Regions from separate parts of the Dromaius novaehollandiae genome. Here region 2 is linked to region 1. The links are chromatin contacts, called in public Hi-C maps. All regions are on one chromosome and are shown on one strand. The core of a region is the stretch at or near the end of the contact, and the rest is flanking DNA. Distances in the headings are between cores, read along the strand shown. Region 1 has its middle 34 kb from the start of SDR16C5. Region 2 holds the start of CHCHD7 (coiled-coil-helix-coiled-coil-helix domain containing 7).

What was found. A called contact is a pair of places that touch in the nucleus more often than the background predicts.
Region 2: a Hi-C map of ovary shows a contact between it and region 1, with 2.2 times the contacts expected there. The contact joins the promoter of CHCHD7 here to the enhancer-like site in region 1. A contact is called at or near these places in 3 of 4 Hi-C or Micro-C datasets (brain, liver and ovary).

The regions. Positions count from the first base shown.
Region 1 is chr2:134,965,057-134,972,013 of bDroNov1.hap1, forward strand. No RefSeq gene overlaps it. Among named protein-coding and RNA genes, the nearest start is that of SDR16C5, 34 kb to the left of the region's middle. Within about 2 kb of position 1,760, at least 2 of the 2 cell types and tissues checked have open chromatin away from gene starts, as enhancers often do.
Region 2 is chr2:135,030,979-135,037,636 of bDroNov1.hap1, forward strand. It overlaps CHCHD7 (coiled-coil-helix-coiled-coil-helix domain containing 7), which reads right to left and starts at 3,938. Exons shown (of 4, transcript XM_064505503.1): 1 at 3,631-3,938; 2 at 647-719; 3 at 1-84. The coding sequence starts at 3,938. It overlaps PLAG1 (PLAG1 zinc finger), which reads left to right and starts at 3,959. Exons shown (of 4, transcript XR_010387966.1): 1 at 3,959-4,180.

The DNA.
Region 1 (6,957 bases), core at 510-3,009:
TCTGTGGTTGCTCTGGGATTTACTTAGAGTCTGAAAGAAAGCAAGCTTCAATTAATGATTGCTAGACTCAATATCTTCTCTATTATCTAAGGCTCCAGTGGTGTGAGCTCCAGCATGACCTTTAGCGATCAATAAATCTCCATCTGAGTTAAGTAGTTCTACAAATTAAACTGTGAAGCTATAAATTAAACTCTGAATGTTTTTTGGCAGTGCTACAAATTTGTATTTTTGTAGAGAAAACACATAATAATAATACCTTGTGTTTGCATGGCACCGTAAGCAATGGTCATAACCACTAAAAAAAAGTATTCCTGTGCAGACACAGTTTGTACTTATTTATATAAGAAGAAATACGTAACACGGAAGTTTGTTTGCTCTGACAAGTCCTTCATGAAACTTTGACAGGAATCTCTGTCACCAGGTTTCCAAAACCCTGTTTTTCTTTTAAGTGCTTACAATTCTGTTAATCATTGAAATGGCTTACAATTTAAGTGTTATATATTTTTAGGTTTCTGTTGCGTAAGTAGCTTTCTTATGAAAGGTAGGAGATTAAAATACAGACATTATCTTTATTTAGTTTTATTGTCTCATTAGTATTAGGTTTTGCACTTTCCTATCAGTATGACAAATACTTTTTTAGCTGGGGAATTAATTTGATTTTATTTATTTGTTTAGTCTGCCTAAGAGCTTTTGTCATGGACAAGGAAGCTTTGTAAGCTGCATAAAAAACTGGGATCTGATGGAGGAAGTAGAGGCTGGTATTCATTGGACAAGGGATTTGGGACCGAGCACAGAAGAAAATTGGGGGCGTTTTTGCAGGGTTTGGGCCTCAAACATAAGAACTTGACTACGGCATGAGAAAAATGTTGAGTGTTCACAACTTGTATGTCACACCCTACGACAGTATTTCAAATGTTCAAATGGCAGAACCAAATGCATTTGAAGGAAAGGGTGTGTTTACTTTTTACCCATTTACACGTTGTTCAAAGAAGCAGGTGTCAGGGTCACATCAGGACCAGCTCACATCATGGGAACTAGGCTCTCAGCTCTGTTCTGCTCAGCTTTGCAAAAATTCTTTATACCTCACTTATTAGCATGGCATTAGAAAATCATTCCAAGATATATTAAGCAGCATGACTTGCTTGTTGCATGCTGTTTGTCCTCTCATCTTCTTCCCAAGGGGAGATGCTTGGGCAGTGAAGTGTTGTCTTTTGGTAGGGTTGGTTTGTTTATAAATATTTATGTTGCTTCAGTGTTTTTGCTAGAGAAAGTCAAATAATTGTGTCTTGTACACAATTGGAAAGTCAGGTTTGCAACTGTCCTTATTTCCCAGGATATTTATTTCACAATTTCAGAGTGGCCTCCAAGAACATTCTGTCTTCTTGATAGACAACTTTTATGACAGCATTTATCCCTACTAAGGTGGAGACTGGGAGCAGGGGGAATGCTCTACAGGGACAGGCGTAGCTGTCAGCACAAGGCTCTAGATGTTTTTTGGTTATTGCGGGAAACCCCGCTGTGATGAGACGGACAAAACTTGGGTTTGACTTCTTTACAGGAAGAGAATGTAGACAGCCGAGGACAGATCTGATATACTCAAAATAAACAGCATGGCTGAGGGCTTTTTATTCTAGGTGGATTGTTCTAAGTGCTGAAAAGTTTGGTGACCAAATATATCAGACTCTTGTAGTCCAGCCAGGAAGCAAGTGAAGCATGAATAACTGAGTAACGTGTCACTGTCTGCCAGCATGGGATAGGGTCTTCTAGCCAATCAAAGCTCATAGTAAGCATTACTCATGGGTAATGCTATGTCTGAACTTAGCACAATCAAGGAATGCACAATCGAGGAATGCAAGAGGAATTCTAAATTATGGATTCAGTTGATCAATTACAGATGTGGATCGACTAACTCCAAAGTAGACTGCATTTTGCACTCCACAGAAAGGCTTTCCTCACTTCCTGATTCTTGCATGGATTCTGTTTCACACAGCTGTTTTCCATCCTTGGGCTAACTTTGTCCAAGTACAGAGCCAACAGGACAAAAGCAGGATGGTTGTATGGAGTAACTAATAGATTGAGCAGTTCATCACCTACCTCTTTCTAGTATCTGAGTCCATGCCACCTGACCATTTGAGGCTGACAAAATAAAAGACCCAAGAGAGATCCTTCCTGAACTCTACATGTGAGCAGTGTGTTGGTAGTTAGCAATTATTCATCACTGCAAGCTTGCAGGAAGGACTCAGAACAGCTTAGCACATTGTCCGTAATCCTTCCCATTTCTCTCAGAGGAAACAGCATATTCTCATGCTTGAGCATGTCAAGGGCTGTGGGAAGATGTGGGAGGGTGGGAATGGACTGACAGACTATTTCTCTATCTAAAGTCATTTCCATTAACAGTAGCAGAATTTAGCCACTCAAGCTAAATGGCTTTGTAGGTCTATGTCCAGGCCTGAGGCCAGGTAATCCCATCTCTTCTGTAGAGTAGGTGCTGCCTGTTGAAACCCACACTGGGCTGGCATGTAGTCCCCACCTCAGCACTATAACATCTGCTATTTTATTTTCCGCAGTTAATTGATCACAATGAAGACTGAAGATTTAGTGACCTGAACAGTTAAATACAATATGCCTGTCGAGATTAATTTTTCCATTTTTTTCCAGCCACAGCACTCCTTTACTTTATTATTCACAGCACGGAACAAACTGGTGTTTGGTCAAAACAGAAGCTTGGTAACAGTGCTTTGCATTTTGCACATCTTTGTTGCAATAGAATAGGAAAGAGTAATAATTTCTGGTAACCAATGAGAAGCAGACTGTGTGTAACCACTCAGGATGGAAAAATGTAAGTTATATCAGCAATATTCCTTGATTGAGGAAACTGTGAATGGTAGATGTACAATGCATATACTGTTGCAATTCTGTTATAAGATTATCAAAGCAGTAGAAAGAAAAGCAAACAAATCATATATTCCACAAATATTCTTTCTCCATGTTTTTATGTGTCCATTGTCATTCATAGCATTCAGTATATCTCTACCTATACTAAGCAGAGGCACTATCTGTTCCTGTAAATGACTGGTGCTGGTAATGCAGAATAAAGATAGAATGTCATGTATTTTTGGAAAACTATTATATTACCTTGCAGATCTACTGCCTCTTCTTTGAAGGAATCAATAAGCACGTGAAAATGGAGATCCAGTAGACATAGTCTATATAGATTCATAAAAGACATCTGACAAGATTACAGAAAATAACACTAACAAAAACTAACAGGAAAGCCACCATGTGATTAATAGTTGTTTAAAAAAATACTCCAAGATGTAGGAATAAATGTCAATTATCACAGACTACACAGAAAATCTTTAGAACCTGTGCTCAGACCTGATCTGTTCACTATATCCAGAATGACCACAAAAAGGTGCGACTTGGAAGATCACACAGTTTGCTGGTGGTGCACGTAAAAATGAGTTGGGCTGACAATGAAGAACTGCAGAAGAACCTCAAGAGATTGAGTGACGAGGTAGCAAAATAGCAAAGGATATTACATTTATGTAGACAAATGTAAAATGATATATATGGAAAAAACAATCCTAACTTTGCCTACAAATGTAATGATGGACCCAAGCTGTCCATAAAAAGGTAGTTACATGAAAATGCCAACCCAGTATTAAGTAATGGTATAAAAATGAAAGGAAATATTATGAACTATTAGGAAATGAATACTGAACAAGACAAAAATAACATCACTGTGTAAAATCAGTATAAGTGTATTATGAATACCAAGTGCATGACTGAAAGGTCATAGCAGAAATAAAAAGGTAGAGAGAAACCTAGCAAGGATCATTTTTGAACCATAGAATAGTCTTCCTATAAAGAACAGTTAAAATAGATTAGGATTACTAAACCTGGTGAAGAGACAGCTGGAAATATGATAAGAGGTCTACAGAGTAAGGGTGGCATGAAGAAGGAGAATAGAGAATCTTTGTTCTCTGTTTCACCAATAAAAACACTGGGAGACTAGGAAAAAAGTGCACTGCAGATACAATCACGAATATCATTACAGCCTGTGTGGCATCAGATGGACAGCTGCAAGCTCTTGAATTAATCTTAGACAGTAGAATGGCAGTTTTAATGGTAGCTGGATCTGTTTGTGACACTTCAGTGCTTTCCACTGACTGAATCTGCTTTATGCCTAGAGAGGTACCTGAGAAAACAGATCCTCTCATTTGGCTGCTTGCACATACATACGACTTTTGATGCAGGTTGCGTACTAAATGCATGGTACATAATCACTATGAGGCAAAGATTTTTGTGCTGCAACAAGAATGCAGATAATAAATAGGATGTCAATTGGCTCAGGTCTATAAAGTTAAAATCTCTTCCCCTCAAAAATGGGGCAGCTTCATTGATACTGCCTGCAAGGAACTGTCCCTGTCCTGTACTATCCTCAAACAATAGCCACACATTCTTTGAGAGAGCACTGACTGGTAAGGACAAAAAACACATCAGGGAGGACACTAATAATTCAGCAGTGTGATGGGAGAGTGCTCAAGCACAAGTCATTTGCATTGCTTCTTTACTAGGACAGATGTAGCCACTCACAGATGAAAAGAAAACCAACAGTATTTATCTTTACACAGACTTAGGGGAACCAGACAAGGCTGATTACTTCCTTCTTGCAATTCCTGGGCACTTGCTGTAGAACCATTTGAGAAAACTCACAGTGCAGAAGTGTTTTCTATTCTTGTTTGTGGAGTAGGTATTAGCAAGTAACTGGGATGAGGACTGTAGGGGCTTCATAGACATTTTTGTCTTAAATTTGTGCCATATGGATGTCTACCAAAAGCCAAAGAATGATAGCAATGATTCTTTGCAACCATCCGTGGAATACTCCAGTCATTTCCAGCGTGAAGCAGGACATCGAACCAATCATGCCCTTTCCTTAACAGAAATAAGACCAGATCTTGAGAGTATTGTTGCAATTAGAAAAGCCCTTCTAGTAAAAGAAGTACAAGTTTTGAAATCTTTTTCACATGTCATCATATTATGCAAACTGTTAATGTTAAACTGTTTGTCACTTGTAGAACATGAATAGTATTATTTTATGAAATTCATCTCGAGCTATTGCTGACAAGCTAGTTCAAAATGGAAGAGCTCTGATCATAACATAGTCCATTAAATTAACAGTTTCATGCTGTTTTATTGACAACTGTGACTACTGACTTCTACCTCGAACTGTGAACATAGAGTCCTGTTTAGACAAATTCAAGAGAACACCGGTGAGAAGGTGCATTGTTTTTACTTCACCAGCTACAAAAGCTGCTGATAAGGAACCATGTCTTTGCATATGGGCTACATAAAATTACCTTTTCCACCATAAATTCAAACAGTGAATAAAATTCAGTCCTTTTGTGACATTGTTAATGACAAGTTCAGATGAAGGCAAGGTGAATTAACAGATCGGTCAACAGTTACAATATCATTTAGATGGCACATGCAAAATGAACGCAAATTGTGATGACTTAATGTAGACTTCACCTGTCCTTGCTTTCAGCTGATGATTGCACAGAAAATGGCTTAGAAGCAGAAGCATAATCCTGTTTTCTCAACAGGTCCCGTTCAAATAAAAGAGTGCCTTTCTGACAATGAGGTTACTGAAAATTTTACTATGTTCATCCACCTCTACTACTACCTTTTTAATCAGAGAATTAATTTACCACACATGATGTGCAAAGTGAGGTATTCTCCAGTGCTCAAGTGTTGTACAAATTGTCAGTTTCATGAAAGATATCAGATAGTTGTTCACTGACATTACAATCTGTTCTTTCTCTGATTCAGAATAAGAGAAGCATCTGAATGAGACTGTGAATATATGTGGTTATGCTGCATGAGGCTGTGACTATGTAATCACTTTGGTGATTAGTTTCAGTAAATACCAAATAGCATACATGTTGAAAGTTACACTCACTCCTGCAGACCAGCACCACAGACTAGTCACAGACCAGTCTATTATTTCCAGTAGGGAAGAAAAAAATAGCAGAATTTAAACCTACAATTTATTCCCTTGGAACGAGAAACTTCTTTGAAGAAAAAACAGACCAGCACATACGGAATCCAGCAAAAAAAAATTGAATAAAACCCCACAATTTTGAAGCCAAGTTTACCAACTATAAATCTGCAGAGAAAAGCTTGGAAAACTTCACAACAGACTTTCAGCATGGACAGTGCTTTTTGCACCTTGTTTCAGCATCAGCAAGCACAGGGCACCGCTCAGATGCTCCAAGTGAAAAACCATGCCTCTTGCCTAGCACTCATTCAGACAGTGTGTGTGTCTCTCAGATTTCTTGCCATTATGGAAGTTGTGGCTAAGCCATGCACAGACTGTTCTCTTTCAATTGTGGAATAAGCTCTTAAAACCCGTATTCACTGCTTCTACTGAGTTACACAACATCCCGAAGCAGAAATTTTGACAACTGAGGCCAAAACTTCAAACTTTTGCTGGATAACCATGCAAGCTTTTGCTTAGTCCTACCAGATGAAAAGCACTTTGTATGAATTCAGCAGCCTCAGTTCCCAGTTCTTCTGAGTGAGAGTGAACTGTGCATAGAGGCAGAAAGGGGGGAATGCACTGTGCTCCCTCAGCACCTGGGGCCACCACACTGGTAGGCCTTAGCCATCCCTGTCAGGATGGCTGAAATTTTTTCTTTTTCACTCAGCCCACTCTGTTTTAATTGCATTCAGCAATTAGAATCTAGACCAAATCAGAGTTCCCCATACAGTCCCTAAGAGGGTCAGCCTAGAAGTTAACCATCTTTTCATTCCACTGAGAAACATTTCTCTCAGACCTGCCAAGCCTCACAAATCCATTTGCATTGCTTACTCCTACTTTACTCTCTGACACACCAAAACCCATTTCTCACACATGTACAGCACAGCACCACGGTATCTTCCCTATGCCAT
Region 2 (6,658 bases), core at 2,688-5,187, 68 kb after region 1:
GCAGCTTTTGTACTTCAAAAAATAATCAGTACACATACTCTTGTCATAGTTGTCATCCATACATTTTCTAGAGGCATCTGTTTCCTTTAACAGGGAAAGGATACTTCAGACCTGTGAGAAGTTACCATACTAAAAGTATACAAATTCTAAAGAATCATTGAATGTCTACAAAGATAAAAGGCAGCTACTCAGATGAAAAAATATTGAGGAAAGGAGGCTAACATCCATCACAAAGCATAGTAAGTAGCCCCAAGCAAGCCCAATTCATTTGGAGACAAAAGTTAGGACAGGAGTCCACAGGATAGCTGTTTGCGAAGATGCTTGGTTCATTTTAAAAGTCTTCTGTGGGTTATACCAACCTTGTCTAACCAGGATTTGACTCTTAAATTAAGGACACAAATTTCAGAAGATTGCTACTATTTGTGTTACTCCTATTTATGAAGAATTACTGGTTGCCATTTCACACTTGCTACAAAGTGATTTTCAGCTTGTCTCTGCCCCCTCCCCCCTCCCCCACTTCAAACTCTTAAAGAAATTTTATGCAAGATCTTCATGCAAAAGTGCTACCCACAGTGCAATTTCTGCAAGAATTATCTTAATATTTTAGCCTAAAAATGTATAAGCAGAAATCACAATTTGATCTTACCACTACACATGGGTTTGTATTATGGTCTCTAAGCTGTTGCGCATGTCTGGACCTTCTAGATGGATGCTTGCACCTTGGTTAGAAACAAAAAAGAAGCACATTAGATATGTATTTTTTGTTGCATTGGAGGATTAAACTTGAATTTCCTTCTCAGCATCTAGTGAAGACCTCAGTTCTGCACAAATAGCTTAAAGAAAACAACTGTTTTGCAAAATTGTATTTCAAAGGGGAGGGGAAAGAAAGAAAGGCACTGTCTAACAGCAAGACAACTCAAACCAGTTTAGTCCATCACCAAGATGGTTACTACCTGATAAATTCCTACCAGGAGTGAAGCCACTGTGGTGTCCCTTACACCAGCCTGTCACATTGCTAAGCAGGTTAACATGTCTAGTATTTTGGACAAACAGCTACATGAAACAGCCAACACTTCAGACACTCATCCTTCAGTTAACGGGGCTGGGAAGCAAAGCACAAAAAAACTTCCCCAGACTTGTACCTACTCTTTGACTGGATCATGACATCTGCATCCTTTACTGATCTTTCCCAGATGTATAGAAGCTTTCTCCTATATTGCTGTATCAGACAGGTATTTGACAACAGAAAAAAAGCTGTTTCTCTGCAAGGAGATAGCCACTTACAGCATGCTTGACAGCCTGAAACCTCATTTTTGACCAGTTTTAGCCTGGCACTGAGTCTAGGAACTGTGAGCTTGAGAGACAGTGAGAATCCAGTGCCAATAGCCTAGTTGATTCAAGATTGCTCTTCTTGATGTTATCAGCAGACCCTTTGCTACATCCCATGCATTAGCTCTGGAAGAGATGTGGTGGTGAAAGCAGCAGTTCCAAAGACCAGTTCTAACAAAAAAGCTAAATGAATGTTTACCACGTGACTGTTTGAGCCAACACACATAGGAACACAGGACTGAGGAAAAGATGGTCCTTAACAGCAAAACTGAAGTACAGTTGACTACAGAGATGAAGAAACAGCACCTTTGCTTGGTCTCAGTTTATTTTTTTCTTAAGATATTGCTCCTAAGTCCATGCTCAAATGTGTTTCTGTTCATGTTTGTGATTGATTACTGTAGGTCTGCAGTAAAAAGCTGATTCTGTGCAATATCAGCTACCAAAAAGTCAAATACTGCTGGCCATTACCCACAGAGAAACTCACCGAAAACAATGTTCTAGAAGAAGGTTTTTTTCCTCCAGTAAAAGTAAACAGAGTAAATAAACCTTAATTTTCACATTTAGAACTTCAGTATAATCTCATAGCAGCTAGAGCACTTTCTTTTACTCCCCATTGACACAAACAATTTTATGGACACAGGTCTTAAAAAAAGCATCAGGAAACCCTTCAACTTTCCTTTGAGAACCATCCAGTGTTTAAGCTAGCTTTAATAGCTAGCTAAGTTGTTTTTTTTTTTTTTTTTTCCTTAAATGGGTGCAGGAGTATTTTTTGACCAGGCACTTAGAACTAAAATGGGGACACAGGCAAGCAGAACAATAGCATTATCCCAGATTTGAAAGCAGGAACAAACAAAAAAACAGAAGCAGCATACCACAATACCTCATCTAAGTCAGTACTATGGACACAAGATTTTCAGAGGTTTGTTTACATCCAGTTGTAACTCAGTGTTACACTGATTTTGGAAGTGTTAGTAAGTACCACCAAAGCAAGTATGTTTTAAGGTGTACAGTATTAATTGACTTCAGTCTTCTCCTCAAAGATGATTCCCAAATGATTTGTGGGCACCATCAGCACTGTTCATTATACACATTGGAGTTAACATTTTCAGTTTGATTACAGTACCAGGGTCTACTAATGTGCCAAATCTAGGAAAACAATGTGTAGAATACACTGAACACCTACTTAATGAACGGGCAGTTTGGGCTCCCATGAAGCTGCTGAGTTCAGAGTAGGCAAGTGCTTAAACTAAAGTGCTTTAATAGTACTTAGTACTATTAAAAGTCTGATAGTTCCTGTACACATTCCCTCCTCCCTCCCCTTTCCAAAGTTCTTCAAAAATCTGAAACATTATCAGCTAGAAAGGGCAAGCAGGTCACATGCAAACACTGCTATTTGATTAAATTAACAGTTTGGCAGGAAGTGAACTTTTCCCACAATTTTTACACATCTACATGCTTCCCTTCCTGCTGTAAGGCTACAGGTCTGAACCCAACCACAACCAAGGGCTTGTCTATTCCACAGTTCTTAATTATGTTTTAACACATTAACAGTTGTGCACTGTACCACAGAGAAATATATTTGTTGCTAGCACTCTCCAACCTTAAGGCTTTTTCAGTTCATAAACCATCACGATATTTTCCATGGGCTCCTTCCATTAAAAGATTTTTAAGTATATATTTACATAGAGCATTGCTAGTTATACTGCAATACAGACCAGGCTATTAAACCTTCGGGCAAAGGCTGTGTAAAAACCACTACAGCTTTCACCGATATTACAACGGGGAAAATGGAGGGGGAAGGAGGCAGTGAGCAGGTCTACATGCTGCACACTACAGAGCCGGTCTGCCTGCCCCGGGCTCCGGAGCATGGCTAGGGGGGCGAGCCGGGCTCAGACGGTGAGAGGAGGCCACCGCAGGGCCAGCCAGCGCCCGCCTCCCCCACGGACGGCGAGGGGCCCACGCCGAGCGGCAGCGGCACGGTCCCGCTCTCCCTGCGCCGCGCGGGCAACGGCGCGCCTAACCGCCACCGGCGCCCCAACCGCCACCGGCGCGCGCGCGCAGGCCGCGCTCGGCACCACCTGCCGCGGAGAGCGGTGCCCGGGCCCGGCCGCAGCGCAGCCCGCCGCCGCCACCGCCCGGCCCCGCGGCTCCCTCGCCGCCGCCCGACGAGGCAGGGCTCCCCCCACCTCCCTCAGGACGAGCGAGCGCACCCCGGAGCCGAAGCCGGAGCGGCACTGCACAGGGGGAGCGGCGCCCGGGAGGAGGGCGGCGCGGGTCCCCGGCGGCGGCGGCGGCACTCACCTCCGTCCCCGGCCGCGTCCGCGGGAACCCGCGGCGGGAGGGGGCAGCCCCGTCTCCAATTCGAAAGACGTCAGCGGCTCGGGCAGCCCGCTTAAGTACGGGCGCAGCCTACCCCGCTCCCGGCCTCGCGGCTCCCCCCGGCCCAGCGCCGCCGCCGCCCACGCCCCGGCGGCGCTGAGTGGCACGGCCGGGCCGCCAATGGCGGCGGCGGCGGGCCCGCCCCGGGCTTGAGCGGCGCCTCCTTCCACCAACGGTGCGGGCGGCGCGGGCCGCAGGCGCCGGCGGCGGGGCGCGGCCGCGGCGCTGACTGACGGGGGGAGGCGTCCAACCCGCGGTGCGTGTGGGCGGCGGGCGGTGTGGGCGCGGCGTGTGCGGCAGGCTGGGCTGCACCGCAGCGCATACACTACAATGGCTGCTGGAAAGACGGGAAAGCAAACAATTTCCAGGCCCGCCGCGTCCAGCCCGAAATATGGGGAAAAAATTACAGAAAAATCGGAGAACACTGTAAAGGGTGGAAACGGGGCGCAGAGGGGATGCTGAGGCTCCCGCGGTGAGTCTGCTGCGGGTTTGGGGGGCCGGCGCCGGGGTTTAGCAGGGAAATATCAGGGTTATTTAAATTATGAAGGGGGAGGAGGAGAAGGAGGGGGGAGAGAGGAGAGGAGCAGCGAGCAGTGAGGAAAAGTTTGTGTTAATCATCCCTCCCTTCCATCCTTCTCCCCCCGTCTCCCTCAGCCCCCCACCGCCCTGCGTCGGACCCCCCTTGAGGGGAAAAACAGGGGAGGGGATGCGAGCGGTGCCCCCCTCCTTTCTTCCTCGCAGGGAGAAAGAGATGATTTTCAGAGAAACCTCTCTCAGGAGTTTCCTCCACTCCTCCCCTCCCTCCCCGCGGCGCTATACTGGTTCGCGAGCAAGCGGGCGAGGCAGCGGTCTGCCCGGGGGACGGCAGGAGGGCGCGGGGTGCCCGCCGCCGACCCCCGCGGCGGGCCGGGGCCGGGGCCGCGGCGGCGGCGGCGCGGGGCAGGAGCTGCGCGGCCGCCCCCTCCCCTGCTCGCCTCTGCGGAGCCTGTGCTGTGAATGCAGTGACAGCGGCGAGAGCGGCGAGAGGGAGCGGAAGACATTAGAGACCGCGGTGCCGAAAAATGAGGGAAAAAATTAATATAAATTCGCCCCCCGCCTCAAATCGGCTGAATTTCGCACAGAAATTTCCCCCGCGGACCCGGCTACCCGTGGGGTGTCCCCCGGCCCCGGCGGCTCCGTCTTTGGGGGGATCCGGAGTGACTTTGGGGCACTCGACCCCCCTTTCCCTGCGTTTTTTGGACAAAAGTTTTTTTTTTCATAATAAAGAAACGAATTTGCCTGCTCTCCCCCTCCGAGTGACCCGGAGGCTTTTCCCTTCCCCATCGGTGTGTGCTTAGAGAAAAGTGTGAACCCAAGTAAGTGCTGAGTCGTGTTGCATTGGGGAGGGGGGTTTGCTAACTGAAAGCAGGAGAGATCCGGAGAGAGAGAGAGAGAGAGCAGGGACAGCTTGTTGTCAGTATCATAAACAACCAAAATGGAGGGAGAACTGAGGCATATAACAAAATAAAAATCAGAAAAAATGCCAAAAAATACTTAAAAATCGGGGCAGCTCCCCCTTTTCTTCCTCAAGGTAACAGAATAAAACCCGTGTCTTCCTGAGCCCGTTTTAAGGTTTCAGGGAGCAAGGAGTTAATATTTATTATTTTTTTTTGTTGATGAATTCTTTGGAAAGGCAAAAGCCTCTTATAACTCGCCACCGACAATGAGAAAACGTGAAAATCCCTTTCAGGAGAGAGAGGTAGGGGCAGATGATAGTGCAGAAAGTGCATAACTTTGGGGTAATGTGGAGTGATCCTAGATAAGATAAATGCTGTATATGCTGCTTTATAACTTCCCTTTTCAATGTTTTTTGTGTGTTTGGGGGATTTTTGGAGATGGGGGCTCTTTCCTTTTTCCCTGTCTTTTTCTCTCCCTCTTTTTTTTTTCTTTGGGACCGGAATGCAATGCCTTTGTAGTGTCACTTTCCTGATCTAATTAGGATGTGTGAAGCAGAGAGTAAACCTTTCCGGTTTATAAAGTACGGTTTCGTTGCCTTTCAATTTCAAGTTTTCCTGGTGGCTCCCTCCTCTATTTAAACTGGATTCTTCAGAGGAGTATGGGGTTGAGGTAATGCTCCATAGGGAAAGCCCAGAGTGCTCAGAGGCAGGGCACCTCTCCTGCGGCTGGTTGCTGGTTTCCCTGGCATGCTCAGTTCACCTGTTTGTGTCCTACCAAGAATGTATTCTGCAGTCTCCTCGTTTTATTTATATAAAATAATGATGCCTCATCTTGCCTCACATTGAAGTTAATGCGAAAGTGCTGCTGATGTTGGTTCCACGTGGGATCAGGGACATAGCAGGGCATTTTAAAGAGACAGCTTCTCTTTTCCCATAGTTATCATCACCTCTGCAGTACCTCTGCCTCTAGCAAAGGGATGGTGTGGTGGTGTTTTTTTTGTTTTTTTTTTTTTTTAATGGAAAGGTGTTAAATCAGCCCTGGTCTGATAAATTAATACAGCTCGATAGGGGGAAAACATGCAGATTTGTTTGGATGAAAGTATTTCTTTTGTGTATAGCAGGTCTTCAGGGTAGTTTTCTTATGTGTTAATTAAAATGCTGTGTTTTGGAGAGTGTTTTTTGGAATGGATGTTGTAGAAATGAAATAGTCTCAGGTTGTTAATATTAAAACCTATTGCTGTTCTGCTAGCTCTGAATTCTCTGAGAGGAGACCTGTGTGTGTAACACAATTTCACTGGTGTTTTGTGAAAGTTGCAAAGTGCATTATTTTTACTTTAAATAACTTCAGTTTTGTTGGAGACACCTGAGTTTGTTCAAAAGTATTGTAGGGCTTGTTCTATACTTAAATCTTCTGAACAGTTCCAAAAGGTTTTGAAAATAGTGAAAATAACTGCAGGTTTTAATTGGCCAAAATAGGGGTTTTTTAAAAGTACACCTTAGGTGTGTAATTATAA